Regions from separate parts of the Zea mays genome. Here region 2 is linked to region 1. Evidence: chromatin contacts called from public Hi-C data. All regions are on one chromosome and are shown on one strand. The core of a region is the stretch at or near the end of the contact, and the rest is flanking DNA. Distances in the headings are between cores, read along the strand shown. Region 1 holds the start of LOC100273925. Region 2 holds the start of LOC107275236 (C2H2 and C2HC zinc fingers superfamily protein).

What was found. Hi-C and Micro-C count contacts between places; a contact is called where the count stands out from the background.
Region 2: a contact with region 1 is called in a Hi-C map of tassel, with 2.5 times the contacts expected there. The contact joins the promoter of LOC107275236 here to the promoter of LOC100273925 in region 1. A contact is called at or near these places in 3 of 25 Hi-C or Micro-C datasets (bundle sheath, ear and tassel).

Annotation. Positions count from the first base shown.
Region 1 is chr3:8,298,260-8,304,742 of Zm-B73-REFERENCE-NAM-5.0, reverse strand. It overlaps LOC100273925, which reads right to left and starts at 2,418. Exons shown (of 6, transcript NM_001148317.1): 1 at 2,010-2,418; 2 at 913-945. LOC103649655 reads left to right here and starts at 2,733. Exons shown (of 6, transcript XR_563635.3): 1 at 2,733-2,896; 2 at 3,357-3,439; 3 at 3,524-3,604; 4 at 3,690-3,828; 5 at 3,896-4,170; 6 at 4,265-4,553.
Region 2 is chr3:8,488,707-8,495,189 of Zm-B73-REFERENCE-NAM-5.0, reverse strand. LOC107275236 (C2H2 and C2HC zinc fingers superfamily protein) reads right to left here and starts at 3,103. Exons shown (of 11, transcript NM_001320508.1): 1 at 2,703-3,103; 2 at 2,490-2,535; 3 at 2,303-2,389; 4 at 2,163-2,184; 5 at 1,989-2,071; 6 at 1,337-1,369; 7 at 900-978; 8 at 751-803; 9 at 269-329; 10 at 34-116. The coding sequence starts at 2,501.

The DNA of each region.
Region 1 (6,483 bases), core at 1,169-3,668:
CTCAATTGTGACTCCGCGTGTATCGCGCAAAAGCCTCTCCCGCCTAGATAATTAGCTATTGCCTTAAATATTCGTGGCTCCATGCGAAACTCGCTCATACACCAATTCTCGTGGCCTTCTAAAATTTCTCTAATCTTCTTAGCACCAGTATATTCAGAAGTATGTACTGCCCTTTTTTCTTCATTAAGTCCTTCGAGTATGCTAGGAATGATGATAAAAAATAGTTCCTCATCCTCTTCCTCCTCCATTTCCATGAATTTCAGAATTTTCTTCCTTCTACACTCCATAATCTCATTCCTTGAGCCCATTATCTAATATCTACAGATTATATGGACTTTAGAAATATATATGGACTACAGATAATTATAAAACACAAATACAAGGCAGAACAAATATATTAAAAATACAAGGCAGATCAATACAAGCATAATTGGCAGATCACACAAGATATATAAACTGGTGAGTAAAATAAAAAGCATTGTATCGCACAAGATATATAAACTAGTGAGTAAAATACAAGCATAATTGGCAGATCACACAAGATATATAAACTGGTGAGTAAAATACAAGGCAGATCAATACAAGCTACATCACTTTTGAACACATAACCCTTAAGTATAATTTTGGCAGATCAATACAAGCACAATTGGCCCATAGATATTAAATGTCATCGCTGATTCATATCAAGGAATTCTCAAATGTGAAAGAATAAAAAATTTCATACATGGTATGGTTGAGGGGTAAAGTGATTGTGCTGTTCTCTCACTCCACTAGAAAATCTTTTTCTGGAATGCAAGGTCACCACACAGTTCTACCAAATGCATCTACTCATGTGCCATTTTCTGGTGGAGTGAGAGAACAGCACCAAATGCAACAACTGATTTATGCAACATTAGTGAGAATCAACATTACCTGATAATGTTGCCTGTGAGCGATTGTTTCAACCTGTACATAAGACAATAAATCAGCACACCTGTATAGAACTAATAAGTGCTCCTATCCATTAAATTTTGTGATCCATTAAATTATGATCTATTACCAAGTGCAAGGGCATGACTAAATAGAAATGCAGCATATTCTTAACTTCAAATCTAAGGCCAGAAAACCAACTAATCATACAAATGCAGTTTTTAATCAACAAGGAAACACATGAATGAATGGAAACACATGAAACACATAATTGGTGAGCAGCCCATTTCATACAAATGCAGTTTTTAATCAACGAGGAAACACATGAATGAATGGAAACACATGAAACGCATAACTGGTGAGCAGCCCATTTCAAACGAACACATGAGCAATATTTAAATACCTAAGCAGCTTTTCTATTTCTATATCTACTCCAGAGTATACCACATTGGTTAAGAATTCAACTTCAAGTAAAACCAGTCATAGAGTAGAGTTCTATGTCAGGACAGTAAATAAATGAGTACCCTACTTCAAACAATATGAGCTAGTGTTTAACACTTGCACAGCTTTTTAATAAATATGGTCCAAATTTTTTCACATTGTCAATATCAGGTAGCACTTTGTGCAAAGTTAACAACTCATGTTACATATCAGAATTCTTGCATAGCATGTTACATAGCAGAGCTGTCCTTTACATATCAACTCGTGTTACATATCAGAACTGCAAGAATCAACTCATGTTACATAGCAGAGCTGTCCAAATTTTTTCACGTTTTCACGAAAGCTACATATAAAGCGGCACTGCAAGAATCAACTCATGTTACATATCATCTGGAACTGAAGCTACTGATGATGATGCTGTTCATGAGTGCAAAACATCCAAAACCAGAATAATACAGAATTTTCTTGCTCTTTCATACCATAAGCTACGACACTCAGCTCTTTCATGAATAGTTAACTCATTAGTAAAGAGTTTATAGCGCCTAAACAACATCAGGTAGCACTTTGTGCAAAATTTACAGCGCCTAAACAACATCAAGAAAAGTAATCACATGGATAGAGTCATCGGGAGAGGCGGTAGGAGTTGGATCGGGACTTACAGTCCAGGTGGGTGCTTGGCCGGAGTTAATGTTGTGCCACGCTAACGGATCAATGGTGCGGCAGCAGGGCGACGACGGAGCGGCGGCGGCGAAGGAGGAGGAGGAGAAGGTGCGGCTGGGGTCGAGCCCGCCGAGCTGCCGCGGCTTGTGCTACGCGTGCAGCCCGTGCACGGCCGTGCAGATGCCCACGATGTCGTCGTCGTCGGTGCCGCTCGTGGCGGCGCTCTCCAACTACAAGCCGGTCGGGTGGAAGTGCCGTATGGCGGCAGGTGGGAGAGGTCGAGGGGGGCGATCACGATGGGAGGGGGAGGGGAGGAAGAGGCGGAGAGGCGGCGGGTGAGGGGCGGAGGCGGCGGCTGGGTGAGGGGCGGAGGCGGCGGCTGGGCGAGGAGCCATTAGCAATTTTGCCATTATCCGCGACGCCGCGATGGGCGAGGGTTTCCTGCCCGACCTCACGCGAATCGGGCCCGGGAAATGGGCAGCCAAATGCAAATTTTCCCCCCGGGGGAGATTTGAGCCCGTGGATTCGTGACCAGGGGGTTGGGTCGGGATCCCGGAGGGAAACCAGGCTGCCAAACGAGCCCTAAAGATTTGCCACTCTAACAAAGAGTCATTAACCAATTGCCACTCTTACAAATAGTATTAAATATTTACCACTCTTATCGTTAACCTCTTAAATAATTGTCATTTAATCCCATTTAACCATCCTAATTGAATCTCACCGTAAGAATAGGATCACTAGATCCAAACAAATCGAAAGTTAGTTCAGTGACTGGAGCCATCCGTCTCCGCCCAGCGCTGCGCCCGCCGGAGACAAGGCGTCCACTTCCGTTCGCACCCCCCACCCCCAGGCGGCACCCAGCTCCTCCCGCACCCGCCCCACTCAGGTGATTCATTGCGTCCTCGTGCTTTCCCATCTTCTCCTGTGCTTGGATTGGATCTGTCTGGGAAGATTCAGCTCCTGGATTCTTTCATCTGTTCTTGGTTGTAGCCTCGTTGTTCTTATGGATGTTGCAGGCAGAAGAAGAGATTTTTGTTCTGTTGTGCAAATGCGTTTTGGTCTGCCTACTGTTAATGTTTCAATGTTGATCGTAAGAGGAAACCTTGCAAATAATCATCGATCCATGACAGATGATGCATGAGCCTCTTCATGTCTTAGGTCAGCCTGATGCATAGGATACTTTGGCAAGGACGCATCATTTCGTTTTGGTTTATTAGCTTATCACAAAGAGATGCATCTGTTTTTGTTTCACGGTCAAGCTGCATATCATATTTGGACTATGATATTTCAACATATAGAGTACTTGGGCATAGTTTAATGCGATTATTGTTGATTATGTTTTGTAGTGCCACAGATGGCAGATGGCAATGAGAAGGACTTTGATGAAGAATTCTCTGGTTCTGCAAATGTCACCACTAGCAACGTGCAGGTTTCTATCACTGAATTCAACGTTGCTTTGGTTCTATGATGAATTGATTCATATGTATTTTATCATATTGTGTGGTGCATATAGGATATCTCATTGGAGGGTGTCACTTCTAGCAAATGGGGCAAATTGCCTGATGATATTTTTTTTTGAACATCTCCCACCTGGGTGAGTTGTTAAAATATGTGAGTGTGATTGTCAATTAGTCTTATTAACAATGCTGAACTGACTGTGAGTGTGATTGTCAATGCAGGCTTGATAAGATGTGATTGTCAATGCAGGCTTGATAAGGGAAAAGTAAAAGCTACAAGACAGTCAAAGTGTGGTGTATGTGGTGAGTATGGCCACAGAACAGGAAGTGCAAAGTGTCGATACACAGGCGCGAAGACAAGGTACTCAACAATTCTTCTTAATCTATTTTAAATGACATACATGTTAGTGAATTTTGAACTTTTGTAGGAAGAGGTGCAGGAAAGTAAATGCAAAGGTTGGAGCAAAACCTAAAATCTATGTTGATGACGATGATCAACGCGGGGAGTCTTCTGTACCAAAACGACGTAGATGACCTATTTTTGTAGAGCAAGTTGAAAATGCAAGCACGACACCAGATGACTTGCAACTACATGAGGGAACTAATGAGTCCCAAGAATGGGCTCAATTTGCTTCATCTTCTGGAAAGAAGCTAACACCTAGGAGGAAACCGATTGTCCAAGTTGAACATGATACTAAGTCAGGTGTGGTGTTGATATCACCTTTTTTTTGTTCATGTTAATAAGTTCATGTTGATGCAACAACACTTTTGTTCTTGTCTTGTTGATGTTTGGGCAGGTGAAAGACGACCGTCGGATGGTGATACCTTTGAGGAGTTACATGCAAGAACTGCAAGTGGTGGACAAAATTGTTAATGATTCTGAAGGGATGCATCTTGTTTACATATTTGTGTTGTCAATATTTGGATTGTTTCATTTATTTGGTGATATTTGTAATTACAGTTCTTTCAGTGCTGTAAGGATGCTTTTGAAATAAATTGAGTTCTCATTGAAGTTACTGTAAGGATGATTTGCGAAATAAATTGAGTTATCATTGAAGTTAATGTAAGGATACTTTTTGAAATAAATTGAGTTGTCATTATAATATTGTCTGGTTGTCATTTGAATATGTAAGTGAATGAAGAGGTGAAGAAAAGGTCAGCCAGATATTCACGAGGCTTGACTAGCATGTTGTGGAGTGTCCTGCGGAGGTGTCTGCTAGTTGAAGGAGTGCTTGACAGCTAACAATGGTTCAAATTGCAGTTAGTACGTGTGTTGCTGCTCGTACGTGTGTTGCTGCTCGTACAATCCTGTTGTCTATTTGTTTGGATCCATCTTAGAGGCTAAGACTTGGATTAGGATGCTTAAATGGGATTAGATGGCAATTATTTAAGAAGTTAACGATAAGAGTGGCAAATAATTAATACTGTTTGTAAGAGTTGCAATTGGTTAATGACTTTTTGTTAGAGTGGCAAATCTACCCTACTAGAATATTTGGCGCCCTTCCGGCACCCTACAGTTCACAAAATTCGCAGGAGTTGGAAATAGTTTTGAAATTCTTCTTCAATATAAAGGTAAAGTCAAAGTTCTTATACATAGATGCAGCATTTCACTCTCGTACTATGAGGAGTCGATTTGTTTCCTTGTTTTGAATTTTGCACTTTCAAGGATTCCATTTGTTTCCATGTGTTTGAATCTTGCAACATATGTACAAAATGAATGGTACGGAGTACGTACTTATCTCGTTTAGTTTGCATGCAGATGAAAAGAAGGTTGTCTTCCTTCTCCATGGATACATCGTCAGTGGTCTGCCTGATGAACTTGAGGCAACAGATTGTTGTGAGTAACGTCAAATTAGTAATTTGAGCTTCATGTTTATTTCCCATTTTTGTTATGAGTACATTTATTTTTGGATTTTAGGTTCTTGCATATGGTAAACAGGACATAGCAGAACAAGCTAGGCAGTTTATTCATGGTAAGTCCAAATAACTGTATCCTTGTCTCTCAACATTTCCCCTTATTTTATACCCCTCTGGTTTTCATGATGATGTTGGGACAGCAATTTTTATTTCATTTTTGAATGAAAAATGTTGTACAACATCAATTGAAAATTGGACTATTAATAGGCCAAGCAGCGTTCGGCGAAATGCACGCGGCCCAGGATGGCGCGGGTTGAGGAAAGAGCTCCTTTGGCAGCCAGGACAGGCTACGCCGGGGCAGGCCAACCCAGGCATCCCCCGCCACGCTCGCCTGGCTGCCCGCGGGAGTGCGTCCTCCGCAGGTGAGCCCTGCCCTGCTGCCGTTTGGGACACCAGCCCCGGCCCTGCTGCCCTCGGCTGTTTTATCTGCTCGAGCGATGTCGTTGTTGTGGAGGTGGGAGCGAAGAGTCAAGGACGGGAACGACGCTCGACGGGAATGTGTGCCCGGCCTCCGGAGGCGAGACGTGCGCGACCCAGCGAAACCCGTCGCGCCCAGGGCCTACTACCACGCGGACTGATCTCCCAAATGGCCCAATGACCGCCACGGGCATTCTAGGCCACGGTGTGACGGGCTCCCGAGGAAACCGGTCGGTTTCCGTGCTCCCAAAGGAGCCCTAGGCCTTGTTCGTTTACGTCGGATTGCACTCGGAATCGATCCAGCTAATCAAAGTTTATATAAATTAGAGAAGCAATCCGTCTAGGAATCGTTCCGACCCACCAATCCGACACAAACGAACAAGGCCCTAGGTGGCCTGAACCCTGATGGAATCAGCAGCGTGAGCTGTTGTTGCTGTTGCAAGTTGTGTAGAGTTAGTACTCCGTACATTACTGTAGGTTGACTGACTCCAATGCATAGTGTCAAGTGAAGTTTATTTCAAAAAATAGACTATAACATGTCCTGTAGTACTTAGAAAGTATCTCCAACACACAGTCTAAATACCCTTTCCATTTTGCATTGCAAAAGAGAGAATATGCAAAAGTAGACTGCATTGTGAGGGGATCTATTTACTACTAGAAGATAAAGAATTTAATATATTTA
Region 2 (6,483 bases), core at 1,854-4,353, 190 kb before region 1:
AGGTGGGGATTTGTGTTGCATGACTGCGCTTACTTTCTTCTCTTTCTTCTTTTCTTTGCGCTGACGCTTCCGTTCCTCCTCATCTTGCTGTTGTTTCATTATTCTCTCATCCAAATCTGTAAACATTTTAAAAAAAGAGGGGATGATTTGCCAGTAGTTTATTATGCTCCCTATTCCCTTGGAGTTTTTATGTGGAAAGGTTCCATTCTGAATGGAAGAATGGGGCGAGGAAACTGACACACCATACGAAGAATTTTGTTTTTCTCACCTTCTTCAGTAAAGGCACTTGGATCCTTCCTTTTCTTAAGTGCCTCAAACCTTTTCTGGACCTGCAGCCACCAGAAAATTCTGAGTGAAAACAAATAGCAGATGGTGAAAGACCGCTGGCTGAAAAATAGGATGGCAAACCTACTACCCAAGCGGCTTCTCACTAGCAACCTCAATAAGAAATTAAGCATAATGTCACGAGATGATGTGCCTCTTTGCCATAGTTTCTACTTCATCATCTAACAGGAAAAAGAAAAGGCAAAGTACCACCAAACAGCTAGATTCTAAAGCGGCTTATGAGGGCTGGAGTTGAACTTCTGCTTCTCACCAGTTATTCCTATAAGCTGGATTCTGCACAAGCAGAAGCTGTGCCAAAGAAGCCAATGTATGACAAGTTGGGTCTGCTACTAAATAAGTAAATATAACAAGAATATAATTGCTGACTTTCAACTGCAGATCCAATGTGAGGCTCAAATGTAATACCTGTTCAAGTGATGCCCTTTCAACACGCATAGACATGCCCAGTGCTCTCTGATCTGACAAATGTTAAAACTATGACACATGAACATGAAGACGATGATAGCAAACTTTAATGCACTAAATGAGCATAAACGAGAGCCTCATCCACTTACGCTTCTTGCCATTTATATGATCCAAATAGTTGGCTGAATCTTTGACAACACATTCACATACAGAACAGTAGTATCCAGCCTGTCAGAAAGTACATAAAGTTGGGAGGAAACTTTTGTGTTGAATTGATCATCAAAGTAAGAGGTTCATTTTTGTAGAAACACTTAAGTTGTAAATAGCACTGGTATGAAATGCATGTAGGAACAAGTAGACTGAAATTAATAATAATGAACTGCAAAAAGATGAAATTAAGCCTACAACATGAGAAAAGAATAAGAGGTAATACACAGAAACATCTTCGACTAAGATCTGTGTTTAATATGGACGGAGCAAAGCAACTACACTCTAGCAATTTCTTGTCAAGAATTAAGATATGATGAAAATAAATCTAAATCAATTTAAACGCTACAAACATGCCCTATGGAATTTATGCACAAACCTGCTGATTCAATGGTGCAATCGGGGTCACCACCTGGAAAAAAAATGAAAGGCACAGTTAATCAACTTTTCAAAACAGAAAGGTGTTCATTCTGTAAAAGCAAGTTGTTCACAATAAAGGACTGAATGAAGTCAGAGACAATCGCGAAAGGGCCTCTAGCCAAGTTGGTTAGGTGGTTTGAGTAACACTCCTCAGGTCCTAGATTCGACTCCTTGTGGGAGCGAATTTCAGGTTGTGGTTAAAATCTCTTCGCCCGTCCCACATCAAAGCACAGGTCTAAGGCCCGATCGCGGTCGTTTCTCACATGGGCTACGGTGCAGCTGTGTATGGGTGGGGCAGGGGTTCAAGGGTTTTCTCGACCTGCGTGAGAAGGTCTTCTTAATATAATGTCTAGGGTTGTCTTACCCCTGCATATCGAAGTCACTAAGTCAGAGACAATCATGTCCATTAGCAACATATCTGCCTTGTACACACTACACAGTTTTCCAACTCATTTAACAGTAACAAAAGAATCCACAAAAATACTGATGAAACTAGAGAAAAGAAAATGAGGGAAGAACTAATTGATGAAGTATCTCTTACAGCACGAAGAATTGAAGTAACATAGAAAAGGCATGGTAAATGCACAAAGTGTAGTAAGATATTTACAAACCTGAGTCTTGCCAAGACGAGAATCAAGATCAACTTCATAGTCCCTGTGTTTCAAAGGCTGTCTTTGCACAGGAGGACCCCTTTCTGCACTCATAATTGAAAGGAATCAAGTTTCATAGAGTGCCAGAAACTGGTATCGATACAGATTTATTGAGCTAAAAGTTAGACCACGTACCCTTGCCTTTCCGAGCTTCATCCTGGATCAGTGAAAGACAAATGCAGACTGAAGTAAGCAATACATAGAGGCAAAGAGAAGTATGGTCGTAGTTTTGTTCGGTCTTGACAAAATTTAAAAGGAATAAGACCCACTATTACCTTCTCCCTCTGCTCCCTCTGTCGAGCTCTCTCCAAGTACTCTTCCTTGTCAAATTTCCTCCTAGAAGTGTTGTCGACGCCGACTGGCTGCACACAGAATACAAGAGATCAGATGGAATGCACCACGGACCTCCGCACATCAAGAGAGATTCCCCGCTTGGTCCAAGTCGAAGCAGGAGGGACTCACATTTCCAGACATCTTCCTCACTCCTCAGCTCAACGTAAACCACCGCCTAAATAGACATCCGAATCAGGGGACGACAATTTTTTTATTAGAAAAAAAAAAATCTAAGTTAGTAGGCATAACAGGTGTAATTAGATCAGATCCGAATACAAATGGTTTACAATAGGGTTTGGCAGCTCGGTTTCGAACAGCAGGGAAGGTGGCCGTTGGGCATACCTGGTGGGCACTTGTCGCCGCTGAAGGGCCGGCCGGCAAAGGGAAGAAGGGGAGAAAGGTTACACAAACACGTGCTCGCCTTCGGACCTTCCCGACGATCTCGCTAGGGCTCCGCGATGGCGACACCGCGTTCCCGAGCCCCTGCGTCGACGCACTCCTCGACTAGTGGACTCGGGGCGTTTCGTCGCAGGTGTCGGGTAGCGCCGCGAGAGCGCGCTCTGCCGGTCGTCGCCTCGGGGACGCGGGGCGGGCGCCGAGCGATGCGTGAGCCGTCGCCGGCGGAGGGTGCGTGCGCACGGATTGAATTCGGGTCAAGAAGGTGTTCTACCTTCTACTGCTGCGGCGCAAGTGTGGGGCGCTGAAGTGGCGAAATAACGGGCTCTGCCGCTGAACGGTTAGTGGGCTGGCCCATCAGAGTACAGGCGCAGGCTCAGCTGGGGAGGAAACAAAGGGACACGAAATGTTTAAGATCTTTTTTATTTTAAATTTGATTTATGCCGAAATATTTGTGTGGATCGAAAAGGTTAGTATAAAACTATACTGCTGCTGCCAATTGAAGTGGCCAGAAGTATCCGTCGATTGATCTGGCAGTAACATGAGTTGCCGCATTTGAATTGGCGGAGTTTTCTTTATATGCAAGCTTGTTTAAAAAAAATCATAACATTTATATATATATGAGCTCGCATGAAAATAACATTTCACTAGTTATGTGTCTGTGCGTTGCAATAGAACACAAAGTATTTTACAAAATGTTTGTGCACAACAATTACATGACAACTATATATATATATATGGAAGAGGTAATGGAAGCCCTGGGTTCCGTTAGTGGGCGAAGCCCTAGTCAGGACGCCGATCGGTCACGTTCGGCCTACTGTACGCCAGCTTGCGTCAGCCATGCATAGGATAGCCACGTATCCCGGCTGAGACGCGACATGCGATATACACACGCATAAATATATGTAGAAACGTGCATAACTCATGCATAAATAGAATCTTTTATGCCACGAATCACGGGAACGAATATTTCTATGTGCTTACCGGTTACGACTGCATAACGTTGTGTAACATGATAGCGTAAACCATGCAACATTTAAATCTCCACAGGTTTGAGATAAGGAAAGACGTGTTCTTCGTTCGCGTAAATAAAGGCGCAGTTACGGGAGGAAACAAATACAAATTTACAGTCGCTCGTCCACGTTCGTATCTGAGATATTGGCGGCGGTTAGCGGCGGCGGAAGTGAGAGGACCGGCCGGCGATTAGCGGCGAGAAAATGTCCAGCACCAGCGCTGGCGATGACATGCCACATGTATCGTCTGTGCATAAGCCAATAGGTACGTCTATTTCAATGGACATGCATCCTGTAGCGTCTGCGATCGCCGGTTACACAGAGGGTGTCTCCGTTACTCCCCCGGCGGCATTGAGGGCACCTGGACATATCGATGAGCACACAAAAACGGCAGACGTGGTCGGCGCAGAGAAGCACATCCCCATGAGACATATTGGGCCACATGAACAGGACACACCTCATATTCTTCAAAGCCATGTAAGTTCTCCCAAATATGATACTCTTATTTTCTTACATACTTCTTTGTAATGTTGTACCTATATTACGTTAGATTTAGTCGCTATTGAATCGTAAATGTTAAATTTCTGTGCGCAGCCGGACAATATTGATATAAGATTGATACCTAAAGTCGGTATGACATTTAGTAACGTGGACGAGGCGTATAATTTTTATAGTCAATATGCATACGAGGTTGGATTTCCGTTGAAGAAATATAGGGAGCGGAAGAATTGTAAATGGTTGAATTGTTCAATGGAAGGAAAGAATGCTGAAAGGGTAGCTGGAAATCCAAGGATATGTAACACATGTTCGAAATGAACACAATGCAAGGCTGGGGTGAAACTTAAAAAAATCTACGATGATGCTAAAGAGAATGTTATTTCCGTCCGGATTGATCTGGTAAACTATGAGCATAATCATGAATTCTTGAAGAAAGATACAGAAAAAGGGCAATTGCAATGCAACAAAACGCATGATCGTGAATATATGGAGTTCCTTAGTGCGATGCAAGAAAGCAGGATTCCACAACATTGCATTATGGATTTTGTTACAGAAATGCATGGTGGTCCAGAAAACGTTCCAATAACCGTGCAGGACATGAGTAACCTGTAAGTGTATTATGCATTGACAATAATTGTATTATATATTACAGAAACAATCGTAATGTGTTGAGTTAGATATAGTGCATAATCATTACATTTTTTGACAGAAAAAGCATGGCAAAGGGGAAAAATGCAAATGATGTGTCGAAGCTGTTATCTTTTTTTTTCATTATGCAAGAAAGATAATCCACAATTTTTGCAGACTTTCAACTGGACAAAGAAGGGAAGATTTAAGCATATTTTGGTCCCATGCTAGCCAGCAAGCCGAGTACATTGATTTTGGTGATGCAGTTACCTTTGATACTACACATAAGACTAATATGTATGATAAGCCATTAGGCATGTTTGTTGGCTCGAACCACCACCTACAATGCACAATATTTGGGTTTGCTTTACTAGGAGACGAGACAGTTGATACATTCGAGTGGGTCTTCAATACGTTCAAAACATTCATGGGATGTGACGGACCACGAGTGATGTTGACAGGTATGTTGTAATAAATGGCTCGTATTTATTATGGCACGTACTATATGATATCATATTGGCTTGCATAATGTTATGTAAATTTATCTATTTCATATCAAGACCCTGCTATGCCAATCGCACTAGGCAGAGTATTCCCAAACACAATACATCGATTGTGTTTGTGGCATGTGCAAAACAGGTATATGCCCCACTTGAATGAATTGTATGCAAGATTTGAGGAGATGGATTTCAAAACAAGGTTCCAATCTATAATACATCATCCATTGAATGAAATGGAGTTCGAGGCTGCCTGGCAAATGATGCTAAATGATTTCCAGCTACACGAGAACAACACCCTTGTCAGATTATATGAAATACGCAAAGATTGGGTACCTGCATTTTTCAAAGGAGACTATTGTGGTCTTATGGTCTCTACACAACAAAGCGAGAGCATGAACAAGCTGGTGAAGAGTGCCCACGTGGATGCAAACACACCGCTTCATCAATTTGCAAAGCAAATGATGAAGCTCCTGCATAGTAGGAAGATGAAAGAGACCAAAGAGGCACTAGGATGCATGGTAAGTGAAAAAATGATAAACATATGTTTTATGCTATTAAAAACAAAACGGTATTAATAATATATTATGTAATTTGCAGGGTCAAAAGGATACAGTTACATTGTATATGTTTGAAATAAGAGTTGCAAGGGCATACACTAGAGCTGTGATGACAAGGTTCCAGGAGACCGTAAAATATGCAACTGCATACCGAATAGACCGTGATACAGAGGGTGGTGTAAATGATTGGGTGGTTAAACATACTACAAGATCAAATAAAATTGTTTGGGGTCAACACCAATTCAAAATAAGGGCTGATGTGGATGCCGGAAAGTATTCATGTGAGTGCAAGCATTGGGAGCATACATGTATGTTATACGAAACTGAAAGGGAATTAGGCTTACACCTAGTCCCTAATTAATTTTGGTGGTTGAATTGCCCAACACAAACAATTGGACTAACTAGTTTGCTCAAGTGTATAGATTACACAGGTGTAAAAGGTTCACACTCAGCCAATAAAAAGACCAAGTTTTGGATTCAACAAAGGAGCAAAGTGGGAACCGAAGGACCTCTGGTCTGGGAGCACCGGACT